3 separate regions of the Mus musculus genome follow, and all the other regions are linked to region 2. The links are chromatin contacts, called in public HiCAR-type and Micro-C maps. All regions are on one chromosome and are shown on one strand. Each heading gives the region's core, a stretch centred on a gene start, on an enhancer-like site or on the middle of the called end of the contact. The rest is flanking DNA. Distances are from core to core; before and after follow the strand shown. Region 1 has its middle 24 kb from the start of 7530428D23Rik. Region 2 has its middle 29 kb from the start of Gm31693. Region 3 overlaps Gm31813 (a long non-coding RNA gene).

Region 1 (4,398 bases), core at 626-3,125, 150 kb after region 2:
AAAATTGCACTCTAAAAAAGCTAAGCTCTTAGACTCCGACCAGAACCTACCCTCTTTCCTTCCACTCATTGCACAACTAGCTTGCTCTTGTTTTCTTCTAGGGCAGTGGAAGTGCAGAGGCTGGGGAGACAGCTCAGTGGCAGAACACTCAAGTAGCACAAACTGAACAAGGCCTTGGCTAGGATCTCTGTACCACAGAAAAGATGGCAAGGATGCCATTCGCCCCACAGCATAGGAATGGGGATTTGAAATAAATAACTTCTGTATTAAAATGCTTTCCACATAGTTACTACTAGCTAATACACAGTAGCTATTATTAAAATCCTTGCCTAAAAGTGGGAGCTGATTGGGATTGCCATAATAGAAGCATCTAAGCACTACGTAAGGAGTAATGAGCACAGATCGAATGGTACCTTTTGTTGACTCATGGGAACAGGACAGCAGAGAGTGACGAGCCCTAAACACCCTATTTTCCAACTCATTTTGAGGTTGTTTTTGGAAGGATAATGAGCAAATTGTTTAGTGGTTACTTCTGGTGTATTGCCCTGCCCTTCTGTGCCACAATGTTTTCTCTCAATTGTTCTTCAAGGTGGGGACAGGGGACAATTCTAGACATTATTTTTCCTTCCTACCTTTTTCATCTCTGCTTTAGAATATGAACCAAATCCACAGCATACCAACAAGTTTCTGTGGCTTAATAAAAACAGAGCTTCTACGTCATTGTGACTGGCTCAGCCGAGCAAGCTAACTCACAGGATTGCTCAGAAGCTGCCGACCCTATTCTTACCAGACTCATGGTGTCCTGGAGGTTGGGAAAGCTCCAAATTCATGCCAGCATGATGACTTCGCTGGGTACTTGGCATTAAGCCTGAGGGACCTGAGTTTGATCCCTGAGACTCACACAGTAGAAGGAGAGAATGGGTTCCCACAAATTGTCCTCTGATCTCCACACTGGAGACATGCTCCACCCTGACTGCCACACACACATGCACACAGACAAAGATAAATACAAATTTAATAACTGTTTTAAAGACGCAATACATTGCTCAGTTCTGCTTATATTACAAACAAATGCATAATAGTAACTACCATAGCAAAATGAGTTGACGAGTGCATGTGCACACATATGTGTGCACATGAACATGCGTGTGTGCACAGGTGTGCAAAGACATGTGTTGTTGTGCAGACCAGAGATCAGGTATCTTGCTCTATTGCCCACTGTCTTATACTTTTGAGACTGGGTCTCTCACTGAACATGGAATTCATGGGACAGGCTATGCTGGCTGCCAGAGAAGGTCCTCTCTGTCTTTCTAAGTGCTGGCATCACAGATGTTTGCTGTTGCCAGCCTTGACTTTACATGGTCCTGTGGATGTGAATTCAGGTCCTCCTGTTAGCATGGCAAGCACTTTACCAGCAGTCATGTCCTCAGCCCTTTTCCACACTGGAAGTGTAGATTGACAGTCCTCTAAGGAAGCCTAGTCATAGACAGTACACAAAGGCTTAGAAAGCACAGACCTTCCCTGCAGTCACACAGCCACCAGGAAAGGGAAGGCCTCCTCATTCCCAGCTAAATGTTTATTCATGAGGTGAGTCTGCGGCTTTCCAGAGTTCTCTGCACCCGGCTGCGTAAAGAGGCACAACATCATTTCCAGCTCAGGAGAAAGCGATAGCAGCTTCCCCTGAGAGACTCTGTACTGGAAAGTGTTTCAGGAACAATTGCATGACTGACAATATTTGGTAAGCTGGCCAATTGTCACATTGGAAAAACAAAATGAAGAGGTCCTAAAAGCTTCCTGGCTTCCTTTGGAGCACTGACCATGCAAATCACGTCATAGAAATTCTGAGCACTGCGAGTGAAGAGCCAGTCCTACCACCATGGCCACACAACCACAATGGTCTTGATCACCATGCAGCCCTGCCTGTGCCAGGATGACAGCCTAGTTCAGGAGAAGCTGGTGCTGCTGCCAGCTGCCATTGCCTAGGCAAAGATGTGTCAGCAAGTAAGAAAGACTAGTCAGCGTGTAGCAGAGGTGGAAGAACAAGACTGCATGTGAACAGCAGCTGGGAGGTTGCCTGCTCTTCCTAACACAAAGGCGACACTATAGAAAAATGAAATCATGTGAATTTTTATGGAAGTCATTAAACACAAACAGGAAGAATCTCTGGTCTTTATAAGACCCCCAGTCTGTTTTCTGTGGAGGCCATATAATCAGAAAGAGCCTGGACAGTGGGTAGGATACAGAAGCAGTCGATAATAGACGCTTTTATCTTTAAATGTTATATGAAAATTTCTACCAATAGACAGCTGGGTCAGAAACTCCATTTGGTCCAACCTGAAAGAGGAAGCATCGAGCATGATTCATGTCCTCCAGTGTGGCAATAGTTTAGATGGTGTGGGGACCAATATACACATTAAAATTGGTTTCCTGTCCATTGGTGATTCGGATGCAGTCCTATTTATTTAAATAGAAAAGAAAGCAACTAGCTTACAGAAAATTATTGACCGGATGGAGTACAGGTGGTGTGTTGCTTTAGAAAAATACAAAGTTGATTCTAAATCAACTGAATTTGGAGAAACCTTGGCATGCTGGTTTCAGGCATAAGAGCTTCAGTTTGGATCCTGGACCTACTCTGCTGTAAGAGGGTAAAGTTTAACTCTGATCTGTTACCTATGAATGAGGATAGTGTCTCCAAAGAGCATGACAGAGTTTAACTGAATGACATGAAGAACTAAGTGCTCACAAAGTACTAAGTGCTCACAGCTCCAAGCCCCAACACATGAGAAGTAGGCCAGATCTACCAACTGTACTTAACAGATGCCCCTTAGAGAAGCACCATGATCAAATGCTAGACAGAGGAGGCCACTTTTGCCAATTGTGGTCTTGCTGTGCCACTCTAGGTACAACACTCTAAAGAACAGCTACCCACAGCTGCTCTGAAGTTAGTCACAGTGCTCGGTACTAGTGGCACCAGACTGTCGTATGAAGCTGATAATGCTCTCTAAAGTAGGTATCCCCAGGCCGAAAATTATGAGCTAGTCATTCCTGTTCCCAGCACATAACTGACAGTTCTCCATCCTAGTTCAACATAGCAACAACCTACATCTTGATATCAGTGCAAATACAACAATAGCTGTCACAGCTGTCCTGCTTCTTCTATACCTCGTATCAGGAGGTTTTCTTCTGCAGTCTCGGGCTGGGAGGGAAGCAAGGTGAACTGAAGCAGCTTTTGAATCTGAGGATGAGCCTCTCTCTGTCTCTCTCTATCTCCCTCTGTCTCTCTGTTTCCCTGTCCCTCCCCACCCCTCTCTCTCTCTCTCTCTCTCTCTCTCTCTCTCTCTCTCTCTGTGTGTGTGTGTGTGTGTGTGTGTGTGTGTGTGTGTGTGTGTGTTCACATAGATAATGCCTGGGCTCAATAGCCTCCCGAATAGCCACTACTTTGGCTACGGAGAAACCATTTGTTTTAATAAGCACTATAAAGTAGAGAATTGTCTTCCATCCACAAAGCTTAGGTAGCTTTAAGGCTGATAAAATGAAAAACCCTCTTACCTAGCAGATTTAAGATCATGATTATGATCATTCTGCTTTTCTCAGTATAATCATCATATGTACCTGACACAGAAACACTAAATGGACAAAAATACATTTTAAATATTAAAATTTCCAAATATTACACAGCACAAATCATTAGCATTTTGACCTTTGCTTCTGAACTTTCTCTGTGAAATCTTTCTAAGCAATGCAGTTTGTTCTCTCCATGTTCCTATGTGAATAGTTCACCATGGAATCGCTGGCATTCTGAATGTCTGTTACAACTACATCATTGCATTGTAGATGAACCAGGAAGCATCAAGCATCTTTTTACTCTATATTTAAATCATCACATCTTTATTATTTCAGGTATAATAAATACCTTGACATGTATTTTGCCCATATTTCAAAGTATTTTCTTAGGAGTGTTTTTGAATATGTAATTACTTGGATTAAAGTATATATTTTTTCTATTGGTTTTAGAACTTTTACATTTTATTCTATGACAATTAGACATGCATACCACAAATATTGATCATATCTAATGATCCTTGAACCTTACTCATGCTCCCTCCTCCTACCGTTATATCCCCTCCCCCTCCTCTCCTACCTCTCCTCCTACCTCCTCCTCTCCTACCCTTACATCCCCTCCCCCTCCTCTCCCTCTCCTTCCTCCTCCTTAACAACCCACTGAATCTAATTAGTACGATATTTATGCATATGGTTATGGGGATGTTTACCAGAGTACAGTCTATTGGTTTATTTGTATATTTGGAAATTTCTGTGGAATTGTCTTCTGTAACTCAGGCTAGCCTCAAGCTTGCTAAGTATTAGAGGATGGCTTTCAACTCCTGACCCTCCTGTCTC
Region 2 (3,910 bases), core at 4-2,503:
GAGTCACAAGTAAGCAATCCTTAGACAGTCTTTCCAAGTCTAAAGGCAGCACATACACTTTGCATGCACACTTCCTCTGTCTGGTTTCTCTGGAGGTGAAAAGACTCTCTGCCACAGGCATACAATGAAAAACAAGTCAGTTGTGCCTGGACCAAAGGAACATGGAGTTCTAAAAGTATAAAACAAACTTCTGGAACCATTTTTCTGCACTTGATCAGGTTCTAAGTAAACTAGTGTTTTTTTTTAATATTAAACACACACACACTTCAAAGTTGATTAGAACTGATGAGATAAATTCAAACTGTGAACTGTTGGAGTCTCAAGTGGTCGTTAGCCTTCCTGACCCATACCTCACTCCATAAGTCTGACCAGGTGCCTAACTTATACATTGACCTTTCACAGTTCTGATATCTGTGGTTTTTCTTTCCCCATGGTCTTTTCATCCTCCTGAGTACAGTTTCTCTGCGGTAATGCACACCCATGTCAGTAAGGCCTGCAAGCATTCCTACTTATTCAGCACACAAAGAAGATAAAGGAGGCATTGTTTACTGAGCATCAACTTTGTTCCAGGTAACAGCTCTGTATCATCTCACAGAAATCTTGGCAAAAGACTAATATCAGCAGGCAAACATACATCAGAGCCAAGATTTCAAAGCCTGGGGTGTTCTGGCTCCAGAGTGTACAGCCTTCAACTCTTCACTAACCGCCAGCTAGAAAACACTTGGTCAAAACAACAAAGCTAAGTCAGGACAGAGTTTGTTTCAGAATCTGGGTTCCCATGACTCCAGCTTCTTTTTGTCCATAGAGTCACCCTAAAGGTCCCTTGTCCCAAGAATCCCTTGCATAGCTTGCTACAAGAAAGCCCAAGACAGGTCAGTTTCTCTGCCGAAGAACTGCATGGCTTGTAAAAGGTACATCTAACCCAAACAATCACTACCACCCCCCCACCCCCCCACCCCCCCACCCCCCCGTCTTTCCCTTAGACTCCAGGGTCTTCTTCAGGTTGGTAGACCTCTGATCATTCAGTGTCTTCATTGCAAAGCTTGCTAACTTCAAGTCCTGGGAATAGCATCATCTTTGATGACTCTCACCCCTCCCAGTGTATATGAATGTGAATGTGTTGGGACAAGCCACTGGGAGTAAAATCTCTCCATTTCCTGCCCAGCCACTCCTGTCCTGTTGAGGCAGGAGAATAGGGTGGAGAGTGAGGTCCAAAAGGCCTTATGCAAGGCCTGTAAATTAGCATATGAAAGAAACCAGTTGCCAGAAAGGAAGAACGGAACCATCAAGCATGCCAAGACTACTGTGTAACAGAGTCTGCCCAAAAGCTTACCAAATCCCTCTTTATGCAAATGCTTGAGAAAGTCTATGCTATGCAAATGACCTACAAAAGTTTCAATCGTTTGTGTACAGGGCCTTTGAGCTCCTAATCTTCCCCACTGCTATGGCCTGCTGCCTTCCTTGAAAGAGTATTTTTTCTTAATAAACTCAGCTTCAGCTACTATTCACATGTATCTGCCAAATTTCTTGTTCTGAGACCTGAAAATTGTTATAGAAGCCTATCCAATCCTAATATTCAGTATTATTCATTTTATCTTTCCTGCTAGGTGACTGATCTATTCCCCATTTGGCCTCTGTCTTGTTCATTACCTTGTTTAATGTTAAGGACTTGTAACAAACCAACCAAGTCCAACAGTTTCTAGTCAGTTCCTGCTAGGCCCTGAGGGATCAAAGGGGACGTGCAGTCAGAGTCTTCAAAATGACAAACTTTCAGGCTCCAGGTGCCCACATGGATAGAGCAAAGAGTCAGTTGGCCCCAACTCTGAACCACCCCAAAGTAGAGTTCAGATGTTAAAATCCATCACTATTTCAACTAGAGAGTAAAAGTATGGGTGTATTGGTGTAAATCCTGTTGCTTCCAGAACTTTGCTGCTATTTCTGTCCCTGTACTTTTCCTCCTCCCCATTGTTTTTAGTTGAGCACTTTGGGATCATTTCATGAGGCTCATGTTCCATATGTGTATATTAGGAATAACATCACTTTTTTGTAAATGTCAGATGTTGGACTCCAAAGAAGAACATCGGAGGAGTCAAAGGCAACTATATCTACAGGAATCATTGTGCAGAATGATAGTGGGAAAGTATTTCACCCAGCAGCAAAGTTAGCTCTCAGATGCAGGACAAATGGGTAACCAAGGTGCCTATTTAACATATCAAAGAGGACCTGGTTGTCAGGAACTCCCAGCAACCATCAATTCCTACCTGTTTAGAATATGACTGACATATCACACCTCCACCCTGAGCTACTGGGCTACTTCCCGCAGTTGCCCTTCCCTGTATAACCCAGTTACTTTGATTCCTAATTCTGAAAGTCTATCCTTTTCTTTCCTGGATTTTCCCTCTCTGCTCTCTCCTCTCTGCCTTCCCCTCCTTACATGTTCCTGCTCAAGGTTAGGTTCATTCTGGACTCTCCCAGGTGACCTGGACTCTCCCAGGTGTCCCAGCCTCTGGCTATGTTCTTCCTTTTATCTACAATAAACCTTCTTCTCCACCATACCTAGCAACAGTCATGCCCCTTCTTTTTTATTTCTTTTTTGTTTGTTTGTTTTCATTTAAGTAGAAAATGGGGGCTTAGCATTGATGTGGAATGCATATTTTACAGATGAGGAAATTAATGGAGCCCCCAGAAATGAACACAATATGCCATCACACTAAGCCTTAGTAACATGACCTTATCACATACTAATTCTGGAACCTTCTCCAATCTGTAGCCTTGATGCATCTTTGGTATTGTCCTTATAAAATGTAGAAAACTCCGAATTCCTGAAGCACAACAACGATTACTTCTACCATATTATTCTCATCATAAAATGTTCCCTTTGTAAAAATCTCTTGAGTCTGATGCAAAACCCACCAACCAGTCAGAATGCAGTAGCTATTTTAATTCTCTATAGGAGATGAGGAGACAGGGGCAAAGATCAACAGCCAGGAAATTACAGAGCCACGACTTGAATAGAAGTTCAAATCCCTTATTCTTTTTCTTTCCCATGGCTCCTAGTGCCAAACTGAATTGCCTAATAGATCAAAAGGTCAACATACAGCTACTATATGCTATCTGCCCAAACCAGGTGTTTTCTGTCCACCCCACGGGAAACAATCAGTTTCTGAATATTCTGAGCATCAACCCTATTATTACCAGGCCTCACAGCGGGTGGGTAAGTAAATGAGTCCCCACCCACTGAGCTTCAGACAGCTAAAATCCCAGACATCTAGAAATCTACTGCCTATTAGGATGTTCTGTATGGAGGATGGCTGAGTGTCAGTTTTGTATTTTGAAGCTAAAGCATTTGGTAGTGTCAGTTCAAAAGAAACTCCATTTACCAAACTTCCAAAGTTTAAATATCTAGAAATGGGCTCAACTTGGACTATAGAAGAACTTTTGGCAGGTAGATAAAAGCCAACATTCTCCAGGAACTTATGAAGAAGTTCCTCTATCCTTCCCACTACTAAAAGGAGTTATTTCCTTTATCACAGGCATAAGAGACAAATAACTACCTGTAGTGCCTGTTAGCGTGGATACATTTCAATGCTCAAGCTAACTTCCTCGGCCTTCTCACCTTCCCTACCCTAAATTCCCTGCAGCTCATGAGCTCCTGGCCAGGTCCAGTCTACTGTCTATGTCCATGTTCAGTCTACTTCTACATCTATCTCTCTGTGTTCAGGGCCCTTCCAGACACCCCTGACTGTTCTCTCTTTCATATCTAAAATAAAAACCTTCCCCTTAGCCATACCATGGAGAGATCACATACTTAATATATACGACAGGGTGACAGTTAACCCAAGATTCCTGTAGAACAGAAGCAGAATTGCAGAAAAATGGATAAAGCAAGGAAGCAGGGAACCTAGAGAGC
Region 3 (4,152 bases), core at 1,360-3,859, 220 kb after region 2:
CTTCTGGGCATGGCTTGGCCATTATATGCTTGAATGTTCAGTAGCTAGGACTACCTGCACAAGACCTATACAAACTGAGTCCATCAAAATCCCCCCATGAAGTGAGTGAGAGTGAGGGTCTCACCTGGTTCCACCTCTCTTAAAGAATTTATAGGCAGTTGCTGGGAGAGGGAACGGCATTTTCCTTAGTGATATAGCCATTGATACAATACAGCACAGATACTCCCATGCTCCTCTGAGGAACCCTAATTAAACTCATTGGTTTGCTAAGAAGATAAGAAAACAAAATCGTTTTTTTTTTAAATTAGGTATTTTCTTCATTTACATTTCCAATGCTATCCCAAAAGTTCCCCATAGGCTCCTCCCCGACTCCCCTACCCACCCACTCCCACTTCTTGGCCCTGGCGTTCCCCTGTACTGGGGCATATAAAGTTTGCAAGAACAATGGACCTCTCCTTCCACTGATGGCTGACTAGACCATCTTCTGCTACATATGCAGCTACAGACACAAGTTCTGGGGGGTACTGGTTAGTTCATATTCAAAACTGTCTTTTTAAAAATAAATAAAAAGACAAGACAAGCTACTTAAGAAAAATGAAAATAAGGCAACTTTATAATCACAGCACTTGGCATTTGCAATGAAATTTCAAGGAGGGAAGAAAACACCCAAGAAAGGGTTTCATTGAGGTGGAAAGATTCTGAGCTGAACTGGCAGAAGAGGCCAAACTGGAAATTCAAAAACGTCTTATTTACAGAGAAGGTAAATCATAGGCTGGCTGGGCTTGGGGGCTTGGAGCTGATGTTAGAGTTCTCACATCACTCCAGCTGGTTGAAGAGATCTGGTCAGGCACTGCAGGAAATGATGCTTCTCCCTGAACCATGGGGTGCAAACAGTTTTGCAGAAGCAATTCATGCTTAGCTGCCATCTTCCTTTGATTCTTGCCCCTTTCCAAATGGATCTTAATTTTCAAGTTATGTTTTGTGATAAATATTGAGAGATTTTTTTTCAATCGATTTTTTTTAAACAAGTGTATATCAGGATGGTCTAAAACTCAATTAGTAAAATATGCCTTTTAAAATTATTGTATTTCTTAATAGTATTAGGCAAACACACATGCTCACACATATGTGTGTGTGTGTGTGCCTATGTATGTTAAACATGCACATATGTACATGATGGGGTTCTGTACATGTCTCAGGACACATATGTAGAGGCCAGAGGAAAACGCTGTGGACTCTGTTTTCTCTTCCACCTTTCCCATGGGTTCTGGGGATTGAACACACATTGCCAGACTTGCTGTCTTACTTCCTGAGTCATTTTGCCAGTTCTATTTTAGAGCGCTTATTCATGAGTGTATTCATGTATAAAATTTTGGATTTCCTTCTTGCCCTTTCCCAGTACTAAGGTCAGATCACGCCTACCATATGCTTTCATTCCCCTCACACGCCTCTTCTTCCCAAATGTGTGCTATGATTTAGAAAGCATATCTATTGGGGTTTATAACTTAGAATCAGAAACTTAGAACACCCACGATACAATTTGCAAAACACAAGAAACTCAAGAAGAAGGAAGACCAACGTGTGGATACTTCATTCCTCCTTAGAATAGGGAATAAAATACCCATGGAAGGAGTTACAGAGACAAAGTTTGGAGCTAAGACGAAAGAATGGACCATCCAGAGACTGCCCCATCCGGGGATCCATCCCATAATCAGTCACCAAACCCAGACACTCTTGCATATGCCAGCAAGGTTTTGCTGAAAGAACCCTGATATACCTGTCTCATGTGAGGCTATGCCAGTGCCTGGCAAATACAGAAGTGGATGCACATAGTCATCTATTGGATGGAACACAGGGTCCCCAATGGAGGAGCTAGAGAAAATACCCAAGGAGCTGAAGGGGTCTGCAACCCTATAGGTGGAACAACAATATGAACTAACCAGTACCCCCAGCTCGTGTCTCTAGCTGCATATGAGGCAGAAGATGGCCTAGTCGGCCATCATTGAGAAAGAGGCTCCTTGGTCTAGCAAACTTTATATTCCTCAGGAGAACGCCAGGGCCAAGAAGTGGGAGTGGGTGGGTATGGGAGCAGGGCCGGGCCGGGGTGGGGGTGGAGGGTATAGGGATAGCATTTGAAATGTAAATTAAGAAAATACCTAATAAAAAATATATTAAAAAAAGAAAAAAAAGAATGGTCCAAATACAGCTACTGCATAATTTTCAACGGAAGGCCCCTTCAGATAACAGTGCTGCAAATAGTCCCACTACCACCTTCTCCTTTGGAATAGGGTGTCCTTCCAGAGCAAACAAGAGTGTACTGTGCTCCCTGGTTCTGCTTCTAGCTGCTTCGGTCGCCTCCATTTCTCTTGGAGATGATTGAATTATCTACGTAAAGATGAAACAGCTAATCCTTGGGGTGGGGGTGGGGAGAGAATTGATTCGTGGCCAGCAGACATTTAGTCTCAAAGCAACTGGGGACGCTCCGGAAGTGATTAGTGCTAACAGAAGCCTTGGTTCTCCTGGCAGGCTAAATGCTTTAGAAACACCAGGGAGAGGGAAAGAGCTTTGTGTTTCTTCCTAATAAATCTCCCATCTTATTGTCAGAGGCAGTTTGCCCTCCTGGGGGCCTGGGCTCCAATCTCAGCCTTTTGCAACTGAACTCTGCCTTGCCTGATGTCCATTTCCATCACAATGGCTTACTGGGTTCTAAAAGAGACAATCTGCCACACCAGGCTTCTCAATTTCTCTGCCCCTCCTTCCCTCCCCACCAATCACGTCTTGACCTCCCCCCCCCCCCCCCCCGCCTCCTGGCTCAGGTACTCCCTGCTTCCCATCCTTGCTCTTGCTCCAGGGATCTCTTTCTGTAAATCCTCTGAGAGAATTCCTGGATTAAATTTGAAGTAAAGCATTACAAACCTCTAACTCGGTGTCAATTACTATTTGGCACTACATTTTATGAGGAAGAAATGCAATAAAACAGCAATTTCTAAATTTAACCCGCATTACATAATATAATTATTTATTGCAGAAGATGTTGTTTATACATCACCCACGTTATTGATTGCTATGAAAAAGGCAATGTACAGGAAGCCATACAAATTGATCAATAGTTAAAGTGATTAATCAAATATTTAATTTGTTTCCATAAATTTTAGTCCAGTACGTGTTTCACATCACACAATGTAGCTATGAACTATAACTCCGCTCCCCAGCAAGACGCACAGAGAAATGTCTTTCTTCTATTTCTGAAATGCTGCAAGAGAACACTAAAGCTGAGTAAACCATATTTGTCTTTCACACTCCCACCCATCCTCATTTTGCTCCCACTACTAACAACCCAAAGCTGAAACCACTTAAGGATTATAATTATCCCTCATCATGATCGACTGTGTGATGACGAGGCTGCTACCCATCACAAATGATGTTGCTGGAAAGGAAAGATGTGCAGCCCAGAGACATTCCCTGCTTTGTTTTTTGCTTTATCCCCTCCTCCAGGCAGAGGGAGGGAGGGATGAAATTCAGTCAGGAAAACAATTAGCTTGCCTAGCTTCACTGCACTGTGATATCAAATCACACAGCAATTAAGAGCTCCAAAGAGCCCCAGGTTGGTTTCACGCACATTCAAGGATGTAAACCGATCTGTACCCGATGAGCTAAGGCTGGACTGCAAATGAAAAAGTCAGAAGAGGTAAGCAGTGTAAAATTCCATTCTCTGCCTAATCACACTTCACTAATGGTGATATGCGCTCAGAGTACCTCTCAGTCGGTACACAGAACATTTGCATGTCTCCTCAAGCCTTGATAGATGGCTACAGAATTCTACCCTGTGACTTCTCTGGCAATACATGTCAAATGCAAAAGGCTAATATTTTCAGAAAAAATATATATACATTTGATGGTGAATAAAAAGGATAAGTGAAGTGTCCCATGGTGGGGCTACAGAGACGGCCCACTCAGGAAAAGTTCATCCCGTGTAAACATTTGAACCTGACTTCAATCCCTATTACCCATGTAAAACGTCTGGTGTGATGGTTGGTGAATCTAAGCAGTGGGCAAGTGGGAACAGGTGGATCCCTGGGGTTCACTGGCCAACCAGCATAGCCTAATGGGCAAGCCCCAGGTTCCAGTAAGAATCACTGCCTTTAAGAAAAA

What was found. A called contact is a pair of places that touch in the nucleus more often than the background predicts. HiCAR-type assays count read pairs that join an accessible place to other places.
Region 1: a contact with region 2 is called in a HiCAR-type map of astrocytes, with 7 times the contacts expected there. The contact joins two enhancer-like sites. A contact is called at or near these places in 4 of 484 Hi-C or Micro-C datasets (frontal cortex, nephron progenitors, neural progenitor cells and 1 more) and 3 of 115 datasets of contacts at active chromatin or transcription factors (CD8 T cells and astrocytes).
Region 3: a contact with region 2 is called in a Micro-C map of embryonic stem cells, with 3 times the contacts expected there. The contact joins two enhancer-like sites. A contact is called at or near these places in 1 of 484 Hi-C or Micro-C datasets (embryonic stem cells) and 3 of 115 datasets of contacts at active chromatin or transcription factors (CD8 T cells, embryonic stem cells and pancreatic cancer cells).

The regions. Positions count from the first base shown.
Region 1 is chr3:21,822,751-21,827,148 of GRCm38.p6, forward strand. No RefSeq gene overlaps it. Among named protein-coding and RNA genes, the nearest start is that of 7530428D23Rik, 24 kb to the left of the region's middle. Within about 2 kb of position 1,876, at least 76 of the 459 cell types and tissues checked have an H3K27ac peak or open chromatin away from gene starts, as enhancers often do. A contact at or near this core is called in astrocytes and neural progenitor cells, where this site is marked.
Region 2 is chr3:21,671,423-21,675,332 of GRCm38.p6, forward strand. No RefSeq gene overlaps it. Among named protein-coding and RNA genes, the nearest start is that of Gm31693, 29 kb to the right of the region's middle. Within about 2 kb of position 1,254, at least 52 of the 459 cell types and tissues checked have an H3K27ac peak or open chromatin away from gene starts, as enhancers often do. A contact at or near this core is called in astrocytes, embryonic stem cells and neural progenitor cells, where this site is marked.
Region 3 is chr3:21,889,707-21,893,858 of GRCm38.p6, forward strand. All of the region lies in intron 4 of Gm31813 (a long non-coding RNA gene), which reads right to left. Among named protein-coding and RNA genes, the nearest start is that of Gm31813, 73 kb to the right of the region's middle. Within about 2 kb of position 2,610, at least 67 of the 459 cell types and tissues checked have an H3K27ac peak or open chromatin away from gene starts, as enhancers often do. A contact at or near this core is called in embryonic stem cells, where this site is marked.